Regions from separate parts of the Pungitius pungitius genome. Here region 1 is linked to region 2. The links are chromatin contacts, called in public Hi-C maps. All regions are on one chromosome and are shown on one strand. Each heading gives the region's core, a stretch centred on a gene start, on an enhancer-like site or on the middle of the called end of the contact. The rest is flanking DNA. Distances are from core to core; before and after follow the strand shown.

What was found. A called contact is a pair of places that touch in the nucleus more often than the background predicts.
Region 1: a contact with region 2 is called in a Hi-C map of muscle, with 8 times the contacts expected there. The contact joins the promoter of zgc:174906 here to the promoter of LOC119223225 in region 2. A contact is called at or near these places in 2 of 2 Hi-C or Micro-C datasets (both in muscle).

The regions. Positions count from the first base shown.
Region 1 is chr1:31,139,406-31,145,822 of fPunPun2.1, forward strand. zgc:174906 reads left to right here and starts at 4,883. Exons shown (of 3, transcript XM_062564920.1): 1 at 4,883-5,164.
Region 2 is chr1:30,989,385-30,995,743 of fPunPun2.1, forward strand. It overlaps LOC119223225 (chemokine-like protein TAFA-2), which reads left to right and starts at 1,906. Exons shown (of 5, transcript XM_037480403.2): 1 at 1,906-2,451.

The DNA of each region.
Region 1 (6,417 bases), core at 3,633-6,132, 150 kb after region 2:
GCCAAGGGAGGAATAGTACAATCTGTGGGTTGCAGGCCGCAGCCAGGCACTAAGTGGTTGCCTGGTAATAGCATTTAGATCTGTTGGGATGGCAGGGATACCGTTTAACAGTTTCAAATAGTTTATGGGAAAACTCACACTCGATTGCCAACCAGAATGCAGCTGTTATAAAATGAAAAATCCTATTAAAGTTTTTTTTCAAATAGACCACTCATGACCGTTGTGACAAACAGCTGTTTTCTTGGATGTCTTCATTTTATTGGTTTCCCATTCATTGTCGTTGCTGCTATCCGTGCATTAGGTACAAAGAGGGGAACCTGACAAACATTTCAAGTTTCCTTACCATTGAATAGGTTCCATAAACCCAAAGTGTGATGGGGGACCTGGTTCAAATACCTTTTACCTAAAGCAACTTCATTGGTTATATTTTCAGGACTCCGGAGAAAACCTTTCATAGACAAACTTTTGAAACTGAATTCAACAGACGTTATAAACGAAATAATAGCAATCAGCAATTTAATCCTTAATTGTCCGCATCAGAATCAATAATCATTCAAAACAAATACGGAAACAATAATGAACAAAATGCTCAAACATTTCTGATTAGAAATAACATGTAAAAACATGAACATCCAGCAAACCTTTTTTAATGAATTGGGAGACTTCACCTCTTGCTGCGAATAGATGTGATGCAACGCTCAAATATGAATCGCTGCCACAACCGAATGTCACCAATTATTATACACACACATAAACCAAGGCACACATACACATATTCACACCAGTATGCTGTGAAACCACAGCAGGAGAGTGACGGCTGTTACAAACACTTACAATCGCAGCGGCAGAGACACCACCTGGAAGCTTCGGATTTATGCACAAACACTTCACAGCAGCACACACACACACACACACACACACACATCACTGAGTCTCAAAGTCATCTCCCCTGTCTTCTCGTGTTTTGATTATATTTGATAAATAAGCATAAGCGAGAAACAGACCCAAAATATATCCCACATACTTTTTTTTTAACCCTTGTCAAAATCAGCTGTTTCCAGGACTGATGGAGACTTTTGGTTATTTTAAGTGCTCGAGAAATGAGGGTCTGAAGGCAATGGTGGTGGATACAACTGGAAAGATCCAAAGACAACTAGTTTGATGATATCATTTTTATCCCTGTGATGTGATTGGTCATCAACCTAACTGCTTTTCCTGAATTGATCAGATCGATGAAGTTCATAGTAATCTTTCATTTTAGGGTAATGGAATATATTATAAATACGTATTATTGTCATATCCGCTTGACGGAATAAGAAGAAGTTGAAGGAAATGCATGCAGTTGATTCAATAATAGCTCTTATCACATATAACTATTCCCTGCATTTTGCTTGCAAAATGTTTTATGAGAACATTTCATCTACAAATAAAATGAATAGTTCTGTGATCGTTTTCCTTATATTCTCTCCCCTTTGCTAAAGCCATGCATGCATAACCACCATTCACAATATAGATGTGTGGGATAATGCTCTTGATGCAATGAGCTGTAAACTGACGGGCAACCCGAGAGAAAGAAGGGATTATAGAGGGATTAGTTGTAATTTGGTATAACTGTTAAAAAAGATGATGTCACCATCGACTTGTGTAACAGTTGTTTACCAAAATGTCCCATTAGAAAAGAACAGCTGTGGGAAGACAGTCTCAAAATGTTTTTCCTAAATTTGAACCATTATTGTTCATGTTGGTGCAAATCCACAAGGGCCATAAATGCATTAGGAGATGTCCGTTGGTGTTCAGCCGGTGTAACACACGGCCCTCGCTCGATTCAAACGAGTAGGTGTGATGTCCCCAGAAAACCTTCAACTTTGAAACTTTCAGATTAAGTCCCTTTAGCTCACACGCAGAGGCCACAGAGCTTAGAACGGTCCAGAAGTCCCAAAGCCAGCAAAGGGAGGGCTTTCTGGAGTGTTGACGTAGTTGTCTCACGTCCAAAAAAGACTAGAGATTCTGTTTGGTTGAGGCAGGTATAAACTTTATGGCTGAAGTTATGAAACGTATGAGGAGCTGAGAGAGGGACCGAGCTGAGAGCACTTTAGAATGATAGGAGCTCCCTCTAGGGGTTGACTCGTGCTGCAGTCTGCTCTCTCCTCTCCAACGCTCTCTTTGTCCGTTTGCGATCATCCCGATTCCCCCCTGTTGCAGAGATTTGAATGATGACGGTGAATCCTCTAAAAATGGTCTCGACGCGACATGGACCGGCCACGCTGTTGAATTGCAGCAGGTACGACATGATGATTTCACACACCCACAACTTTTGTCTTTTCACTTCAACTGTGAATCTGTGATGGTCTCACACAGTCTGCCTGCTTACCTCACAACTGCCAAAACACACACACACACACACACAGGTAAGGTCTTCCTTTTTCTTCTGCATTCATCCCTTTTCACCAGCAGCTGCTCTGCTCTTTAATGCAGAGAATGTCTCTTTCAGTCAGACTCTGTTTTTCCAACAAAAAGCACATTCACACACACACACACACACACAAACATTATTTATATTCCTACCAGCGGTAATGGACCAGTCAATTATATTGCAGGCTCAACCTATAAGTCCTCTGCAAACTGTTTCCTTCCCATAATGAGCAAAAGCGTCATATACTATATATTTATACACGTTACAACTTCAATTGGATAGTATAATCTTAGATGGAATTACTCAGGCGCTGTGAATTGAGCCTTACGGATACCTCTTTTTTATCGTTGTACTTTGCTCTTTGTCTTCCATCTAAGTCCAAAATGTAGCTTCCAGTGCAGCAAACTGAAGCCCCCCCCCCGCAGTGCACCTCCACTCCACTGTAAATAGCCGCTTCCCTTTGCCCTCCCAGTGTCTCTCCTGACAGTGCCGGCCTCTCTCTGCTCTGCTGCCCTTCCCCTCATGCTCTTTCCTCCTTTCACTCTGGTCCTTCATATATAATGCATGTAAAACAAACAGCCATGTCAGAGTCACTCAAATGCATGGTCGTCCCTGCGCTGCTGCTCCATTGACCCGGAGAGTTGGGGTTCACATCCACAGTCGGTTTACAGCAAATATACGTGCACGTACTACAAGGGAGAGTATATTTGTTAAAAAGAAGGAAAAAAACTCATGTATTTCATCACATAGCCTTGGACAATCTCTAATTGGCAAGGACATATAACCAAGGAGCATATAACGGGATAAGAGTCTCTCTTATCTTGTAAAAGAGGTCCATTCATGTGCACGGTGTTCTTCTTTGTATCCACATAAAAGTCCATACAGGTGTATTGTTAAGGTGCCGAGACAAAAGTAGAACCAAGTCTATTTTGTCCCTCGAGGTTCGGAGTGGCGAATAAGAGCGATTTACCTTTTCTGTTACTTTACATGTAAATCCAATTTCTCAGTTAAGACATGGAGGGATAAGCTGCTGCGCTGGGTTACTCCTGAGTTATGTACACGTTTTGTATACAATTTTCCAGGTGCAGAGGTCTGTAGAATAGATCCAGAGCCACTCATCAGGAAACAGCATTACACTCCATCAGCACTGTGGAGTGTCCAAGCTATTATATCATCCAGCACTAGCATGCACATACAAATGGAGTTTACCACTTGAAAAGCACAATGGTGTGAGTGGTATTGCACTTGATCAGTGGCAGAGTAAGTTCATTTTCACAGAACATGCTGCACTATTGTAGTGCTGTAGTGACTAAATGCAGAAGGACTAAATGCATATTTCAAAGGCACATTATACATCATTTGGAGTTGAAAGCTCCACAGCGTCAACACATGTGTTTTCTTCGGCCAGTAGATCACCGGAGTGTCATAAAGGATGGATGGTGCATTCCTCCTTAACAGTGTCACCTGGGTGGTTGGAATAAACAATAAGAATAAATGATGGTTCTCTCTAGTCCGTCTACCCACTGTAGGCAGAGAGAAAACTGAATTTATTCAGGCAACTAATACACACAGTGACTCAGAGTGTATACAGTGTGTGGATGAAATGAGCTTGAGAGGCTTTTCCTCTCACTCAAAGCAAATATCTGTCCAGGAATACGATATTGATTTCTCATTTCCCAGAACTGAAGCTGAATAAACACGCTAAGCCCACGTGTGACCGGTGGTGACTGATAATTGTCGTCCCGGTAACAGTCAGAGGCCTTGGGATGAAATGTTACAATAAACCCGGATGTGCTGTGTGTGTCCTTCATCATTCACATCAACGTGCATGTCCCAGTAAACGCGCACACATCTGTTTCATAGTCATTCCGTGAATTTCCCTGCACTGCTGCTCCATTGACCCGGAGAGTTGGGGTTCACATCCACAGTCGGTTAACAGCAAATATACGTGCAGAGTATATTTGTTTAAAAAAAAAAAACTCACGTCTTTCATCACATAGCATTGGACAATCTCTAATAGGCAAGGACATTTTTTTTTCTTCTGCTCAAACAAATTAATCAAATGGGTCTTTTTTGTTTTAGTCGACAGCATTCTACTTACAGGGTATGATCAACAACAGATGAACATTAAATACTGATCTTCAGCACCCAGAAAGTTACATGTTTAAATCAGTATTAACAACAACAAAAGGGAATTTGATTTCATTCCAAATAAACAACATTAACCATAGATAGATAGATAGATAGATAGATAGATAGATAGATAGATAGATAGATAGATAGATAGATAGATAGATAGATAGATAGATAGATAGATAGATAGATAGATAGATAGATAGATATTTAACCTATACATATATTTACAGTGTAGTTAGTTGAACTAAAATACTTCTCTGCAACACAAATTGTATATATTTTGTATAACATTTGAATGCCACATATCATTTATCCATTTCATATTTTTACTTTTTCCGTGATTTGTTTTTAATAGTTATTTTCTTATTAGTTCGTTTACTTACGTGTCAGGTGAGGTGGCCTCTGTTATGTAACCAAAAACAGTGTTATCTATATTAAATGTATTATTTTTGTCCTGAAATGAAAAGTGTGTGAGGGCCTTTCTCGGTGCCGTGTGCACAGTGTGATCCATTCCACCAGATGTCCCCAATTCTTCATCGGCTGGATGGAAGCACGGTGCCATTCACCCGGCTGCAGGAAACAGACAAAGAGAAAGCAGCGGAAGCACTCGGGCAGGTACAGAGAAACGGTTCGCGAAAGGCGCCTCACTCCAGCTGTTACTGCGCGGTAAGGGTCTAAATGTGACTACGTGTAGTTAGTGAGAGAGTTGGTGAGAGGGAGTGTGACGCGCGTCTGGTGTCACCACAAGCTTTGCGCGCGGAGCTCGCGCAGCGGGCGGCAAACCAGGAAGTCCGGACGCGGGAATAATGGCACCTCGCGGCTGTTGAAATGTAGTTTCACAACCCGGGTAATATTGTGTTGACATGCATAACGTGTCGTTTGTATCATCTATCGTCATCTATCATCACCACGGTTACTTACATAGAACAGACAGTTTAGGTAGTGTAAACGTATCAACAACAAGGGGGGGGGGCGGTATAGTGGACATAAGGTTGCCACCCGTCACTTTAAATACGGAATCGTCTCGTATCCGTATTTGAGAATAATACGGGACGGGGTTTGTTCCGTATTTCCCGAGTTGTCGTCAATGCAGCTCGCTCCACCGAGTTCTTAATATGCTCCGTAATGACCAAGACGCGATAAAACCACACAACGTTTCATGTTCACGTTTCTGGCAGACAATCTTGCTGCATCCAGCGGAGCTAGGTTTGCATGGTCTTGTTTTCAACTATGTTTAAGTCCCCCGTTATATGCTTTTGCAAAAGAACTTTTGCATATAAAAAATGAGTTTGACATGAGTTTCACACCTTAACTTTCTGTTAAATTGACCAGATACACTCTGCCCCTTTTCAATAATAATCATTCATTTCACTGAGGTGGTTTCTTTGCTTAGATAAGTACACCACGTGCTCCATTGTGGGAACCTGAATACCTGACTACAGACTAAGCAGCAGGGCCGAGATCCTCCTCGTGGCACTGGCAAGCAACGGCAACTGAGTGGCAAATTAATAAAAAATAAAAACGTCAACGGCCGTTTTCTAGGAAAACTTGGCTCCGCCCACTCAGCGTGCCGCTGAGACGCTCGCTCCGGACTTGCCACTGAGTTACTGGCAATTGCCACTCGCTTGCCTTGTTTTGCCACTGACGTGCCACTTAGTTGCCACTCAGTTGCCATTGCCACAAGGAGGATCTCGCTGTTTCTAGGACTAAGGGCGTGTTATGACCCAGAGTGTCGTAATAAAGTGCAGCTCACCTCCCTGCCTGAGAGGGTTGCTGTTATATGTTGCCTTGCTCTGTGTCTGTTCTTCTTTGCAGTTGATTGGACTTGTGTGTATAAGAGGGATCCTGTGAGAGCCAGCCCGGTCTCT
Region 2 (6,359 bases), core at 656-3,155:
GCTCCGTGGTGGATTGTCTGAACTCATTAACAGCTCTGACTGCTATATGAAAGGCCATGTGGCATCTTCTCCTGCCTTTAAGGATTCTCTCATGGTCCGCCAGCATATTTCTCCATTTCGGTTCTTTTGTTGAGCTGATTTCCCTTCAGTGATTCAAGGAAACAAGCATACGTGATACGATTATTTTGAGCTGCTTCACTAACATGCCCACGTAGCTGTGTGTATGTGTGCTAGCAGTACGCAAAAAACATGACTCCCGTGGGCTGTCATGTGGTCCGTAAAGCTCCTCTCTCTGTGGGAATTAACTATTTATTCTGTGACAGAAATCCACCAAGCGCTCCGTTTGGTACATGTTAAATCCCGCCCTGTGTGATTGAGAGTTCACCAATTGCCGTGCGTGCATGTGTGTGCGTATTCGTGTGAGGGGGAGAGGACGGACGTGTGCAAATGCCACAGATCCCAAAGGAATGAGGTTGATTTGGAGGTGTTGCAAGTTAGTGGCCCATTGATCTCGCCTGCATGTGTGTTTCCGTTTGTTATCTTGCAATCCACGTCCTGAATTTGAACTGTGCTGCCAGAACCGTGTGGAAGACGGATCGGAAGGCTTGGTTATCCATGATTCACCCGTCACACTTGAGGAGGGAGAGAGAGAGAGAGAGAGAGAGATGGAGAATGTTTTGGTATATTAAGATGATAATACAAAGGAATCAAAGAATAATAAACAAAAAAAGAGTTCGGATCGAGAGTGAGGACGAAAAGAAGAGGAGAGTTCAGTAATCTGAATGCTTTGTCAGTGTAACAGATTAGCTCACTGGGTGAAACCACGTATGACTGCCATTGAGCCTTCTCGCGTGCACACGGGCACAATCACGGCCTCACTATGAATCATCCACGTGTGCAACCATACACCGTCACTTCGACCACGCCTCACAGACACACAGGCACTTGCACGCTTTCTCCCATGTAGGCTCTACTGTACACACACGCAGCGAGAATATCAACATGGTTTTACAACTCAAATGTCTGGTTTCTGTGGCCTAGTCCGTCTGCTGGAGAAACAGATAACATCTAAAATGCTATTACCTGTTTCTCTAGCTGACAGACGAGACACAAATACACCTTGTGTGTGCACACACACACACCCACACGCCTCTGCACAGTCACACACACATTTACACCCTGGAGCCTCCTCAAAAGGACTGCAGAGTCACAGAGACTGGACAAAGTCATTTGTTGTGAGTAAACTTCCTTGAACAGCTCAGGTTGTTCCAAGCAGTGGAAGACTGAGACCACACTCTCTCACACACACACACACACACACACACACACACACACACACACACACACACACACACACACACACACACACACACACACACACACACACACACACACACACACACACACACACACACACTAACACTCACACACGGGTCAATTTGGTTGGGCATGGTGTCGATCACCCTTCTGCTCTTGTTGGTCTAGTCTACCGGGAAAAGGCCCATAGCTCAGCTGAAGTGAGTTCAATTTAATTTGAACTTCACACAGCTGCGAGAGGGAGAAGGGAGAGGCGAGTGGGGGGGTGGGAGATCCAAATGTTTTGTCCTTCTTGAAGTGACACAAACATTTCAGGCTTTCCCAATGTCCAGCCTCCATCCCCAAGAGAGCAACTGCTGACACACGACGGCCTGTAATAGCTGTAATAGCTCAACCCTCTTTCAATTTGTCTGCCAATCTACGACAATTATCGTATCTCCAACAGCAACACGCACGGTGTTCGACCACATCACTGTACACGCGTCATTGTCATTCATCGCATGCTCCTTCTCCACTCAGCCGGTGGCCTCTTCGGGCCGCTGGGGGGCGCTGCTCCGCTTCACAGGCGCAGCTGCGCTCCGTGTTTTCCAGGCGCACAAGGCGGGAGCGCAGCGACAGTCTGCCCGACTCCCGCGACCGCATCGCACCTCTGTCCCGTCACGCTCGGCTTCTTTCTCGTCCGGAGGATAAACGAGGGATTCCGCGGTTGAAAAAAATCCAAAAACAAAAGGGTTTGATAGGAGATGTTTCAAGTTGGATGTTTCTTCCATGTTGCCATGTCTTAATAACTAAGTTTCCGGTCTCAGTCGTTGTGTAGAAGCGGGGGAAAGGAGCGGAACTTTCAGGGGACCTCTTCTTTTTATTTTTCTTGCATCGGAGTAACCGCTGGTTTTAACCCAGGAGGGGTCGTATCTGCCGGGGGCCTCGTTGCTCTCCTGCCCGGCTCCGGGGGTGGAGGGTATGGTGTAACTTTTGCCGCTCCAGTTGAAGCAGAGCGGCCGGTGTGAGGGAGTAACCGTGTTATGATGCCGGGGAGGCGATGCCAGCCACTCCTCCGTCTCGGATAGCGGATCGGTGATGAGGAGCGAGGATCACCTGCTGGGCTAACAGAACACGGTCACACCTCACCGACAGGTACGGATCACCGGCTCGGTGCCTGCAGAGAACTGCCTGGTCTGTTGATTGCTTGCAGCGCGCGTGAGACAAAGTAAAACAGTGAAACACCTGTCAGGCAAGATTAACATGCTTGATGACACACTAGTCAGTTATTTTTGTCTTCGAAAAGCAGTTATGAACAGAATGGATAACACTTGCTTCATCCATTTATTTTGGAGATTTTATACTGAGAATTTAGCAAAAGAAAGGGTAATATCCCATCGGCGTACCCTGGCATGTATGATTTTTATTACCGGGATATGGATTTTATAGAAAAACAAATGATTGTGGTTTTTAGGTGTTGAACAGCCTCTCTCTCTCTCTCTCTGTCTCTGTCTCTCCCCCCCACCTCCCCCCTCTTTCTATCTCACGCGCACAACACAGGGTTGGTCCTGGCTGTGCGTAAACGGGCATATGGCACCGGGTGCAGCGCGGTGTGTGTCATGCAGAGGTTTAGCAGGGGAAAACAGCTGCTCACCTCGTTTCGACTGGCTGTGCTGTGTGAATTCCAGTCCAGTGAAGTCACACGCTGTATTGTTGCAATCAACAGTGGTCTTTACATGACAGGAACATACTGTGTGCACGCAGCATGTCACTCATCCGCCTGAACGCAGTGGTGGGCTCTTTTGCAGCAGCACCATGGATCACCTGATGTACTGTAGATGGTACTTCATAAGGTGACCTTGCTCGGCCGGGTGTAGGCTGTGAGTTGTCACAGCGACTTCATTTAGCTCTGGATGTGTTTAAAACCCCTCATAGGAGGTAATTTCTCGAGAGCAATACGTTTCCTCTTGCAAAAGTTATCCAATTATTTTTTGTGAGCTTTCCAATGAACATGAAGCAACACGAGCAATCATTGCAACTGTGTAAACCCCTGGGATTTGAAAGTGCTTGGTTATGTTGAGAAAAAAATATTGTGTTTTGGGTTAAAATAACCACACCAGACTATGTTGAAGTAACTAAAGATGTGACATTACTTGAGTACAGAAGATATCACAATTATGTGTTCCTTCTGGTTTCAAACGGGTCCTGTTATATATGAATTAAAGTGCAACACTACCTTTTACTTGTAGCCAAGAACAGTATTAGAACAGCCTGCATGCAGCATTTGTCTCTCCTAATCATGCTTTTTGGCTATGTCTGGCCTTTTATGGACCTTGACATGTTCATGAAACCAGTGTTTGTACATAAAAAGGTGGTTTGATTGAAACAAAGATGGTCATCCCACATGCGGACATATTTTTGACATCCTCCAGTTCCATCTGTCTCTGTCTCCCACTCTCACTCAGCTTTCACGAGCTCCTGCAAGGACCATATAATAGAAAATGGAGCGAGGGAGTTACAAAAAAAGCAGGAATAGAACTAACCGTGAGACATGATCGACAGGACAGTAGCAATGCAGGGGGATGGCAGATTTTGGGTACCAAGAGGTTTGGTTGGAAAATACAGGAATTCACTAAAAGAAACAAATGCATGAGCGGTCACTAAATGGTTCCCAAATGTATTGTTAATATGGCAACAGGCTGATGAAAAAATGGCTAGTCCGCAGACTTTGTTCTGCTACATGTTTCATTCAATAAAAAGGAGGAAATGGATGAAAAGATGAAGAAAATGAGGACAGAGGAACGGAGAATGGAAGTTCCTTTTAAGTGCGCAACGTAATATACACTTGAAAGAGTATTTTGAGTTTCATCTTTTAATAAAGGTTGACAATTTGACATGCATTTATGCAACCTCTATCTTCTTTTGAGCCATGTAATTTAATGCACATTAGGTAATCAGAGCCTGTTTTATGTGACAGCTGGATCTACATTGGTGTTAGTGAAAAAGGTGACAGGAAATAAGGGAGAGAGATGCAACAAAGGTCATAGTGGGCGTCCTAATTGCTGCGCCACAGGGACGCCCCGGTGCATGTTTGCTTTTGGAAAACCAATAGCTGTGTGTGAAGAGCCATGTAGAGGATACACTGATTTGCAAATCAGCAGAGTCCGCAGGACTTGTTTAAATTGGACCATTTCATCCCGCCTCCTCGTGGCAAAATGACCTTAAAATACAGCAAGTATTCATGTTTCGGAAATCCGCAATCTCCTTAAAATGTTGCTCACTTTGAGCAAATACTCTTCCTACATGTTTTTCTTAGTCTCTTCCTTTATCCTTCTCTTCACGGGTCATGGGAATACTGCTGTCCACAGAGATGGAGAGAATGACAAGGACAAGGAAAGCAACGTGGAAGAAATAAAAAAAAGTACGTGTAAGAAAAGTGATCTTGTTCTTTTTCGCCACCTCCTGTAGCTGTGCATGATGAGTGACGAACAGGAGAGAATTCATGAAGAAAGAGAAAGATTGAGAAGTCGGGAGCAAGTGAGGCAGAGACCAAAACACACCCACACAGAGAGGGGGGGGGGGGGAAGACACAGGGGAGGTGAAGAAAGCTACAGGGGATAAATCAAATAAATAAAAAGCATGTGTCCTATAAAAGGTGTTCTATATTTCATTGGCCACCTCCAGAAGCCGTGTGTGGTGTGCCGAGGGTCCAGGGGGGGGGGGGGGGGGCGAGTAGCCACTCTAAATGTGTGTAACCCACATGAAGAGATTGTTTCTGGGAGATCAGGCCCTGTAAATTCATTCCTAGCCGGCAGCCCTGTTCTTATCCCGCCTCCCAAAGGTGAGCTATCACGTCCAAACATATATTTTTTTTAGATTCTTTCTCTTGGCACGCATACACAGTACACGCAGCAAACACACACGCACGCACGCACGCACGCACACACAGCTTTCCTCCCCCACAGACACACATCTTCGAGCAAACCAATTTTCCTTTATCTGCATGCATCTTTTACTAAGGATGCACACACACACACACACACACACACAGACATATACACAAAAACATATTTTTTGACACACTTTTTTTGTTGGACACAAACACATTGTTTTGCTCTCCAACGGCCCGTGTGGGACAGTACCGGTGACAGCTACAACAGCTTCGGTAGCTCCTGTGCAACCGGGCAGCGTCAGAGGGAAACAGCAGCAGATGCTGAGCTCCCAGCTTCAGGATTACCTTAGCCTGAGCAAACTCCATTACTGCCTCTATTACCCTGGTACACAGAGCCTAGGAAAAAGCACTTTGCAGAAGCACTGTTTACCCAGCACCTCTGTGCCCAAAACACACCGACTCCCTTGACTGCAGAGCAAGAAAGTGGTGAAGGCCAGAGAGAAGAGGGAAGTTGTATCCAGTCTTTCTTTCGGTGTTTGAGAGAGCCAAGGTAGAGCTGTTGTGTAACTTTGTCAAATGAGTCATATGAGTGGAACTTAATTAATCAATTAGCTATTTGATCATTAGAGAATTTACTGGTAATACTTTGGATAACGGCGTGAAACAATTGTGCCAAATTGAGCGTTTTAGCCGCGCAAATAAGGAAGTCAACATGAGGTGCCAAAAGGGCACCAAGACGAGCAGAACACAAGGCAAATGCAGTGTCAGTGTTTAAAACCACGGGTCATTGGTTATTAAATGTAATACTAATTAGTACTAACTTTCTTATGTTAATAATTATCCATTGACCAGTTACAGACACATCATATTAATTTGTTATTAAACGGTGTGTGTGTGTGTGTGTGTTTGTTACAGGCGCATACATGAGTGTTTTCCACAGCTATTGATGTGATTACAGGGCCAACAGCACAATGCTGAATAGCACGCGCGTGGCAGCGTAAGTGGATAAGCAGAAGGTTGATAAGGGAGAAAACGAGAGGAGTGTGATTCTTTATGCGAAAAAGTGCACAGTTTGCTTGCGCTTAAATCTGCGGTGAGTGATGACCTGCCATATATTTGAGTTGAAAGCCATTCATCACCCTCATCAGTGACTCTAGGGTCCTGTCATTAC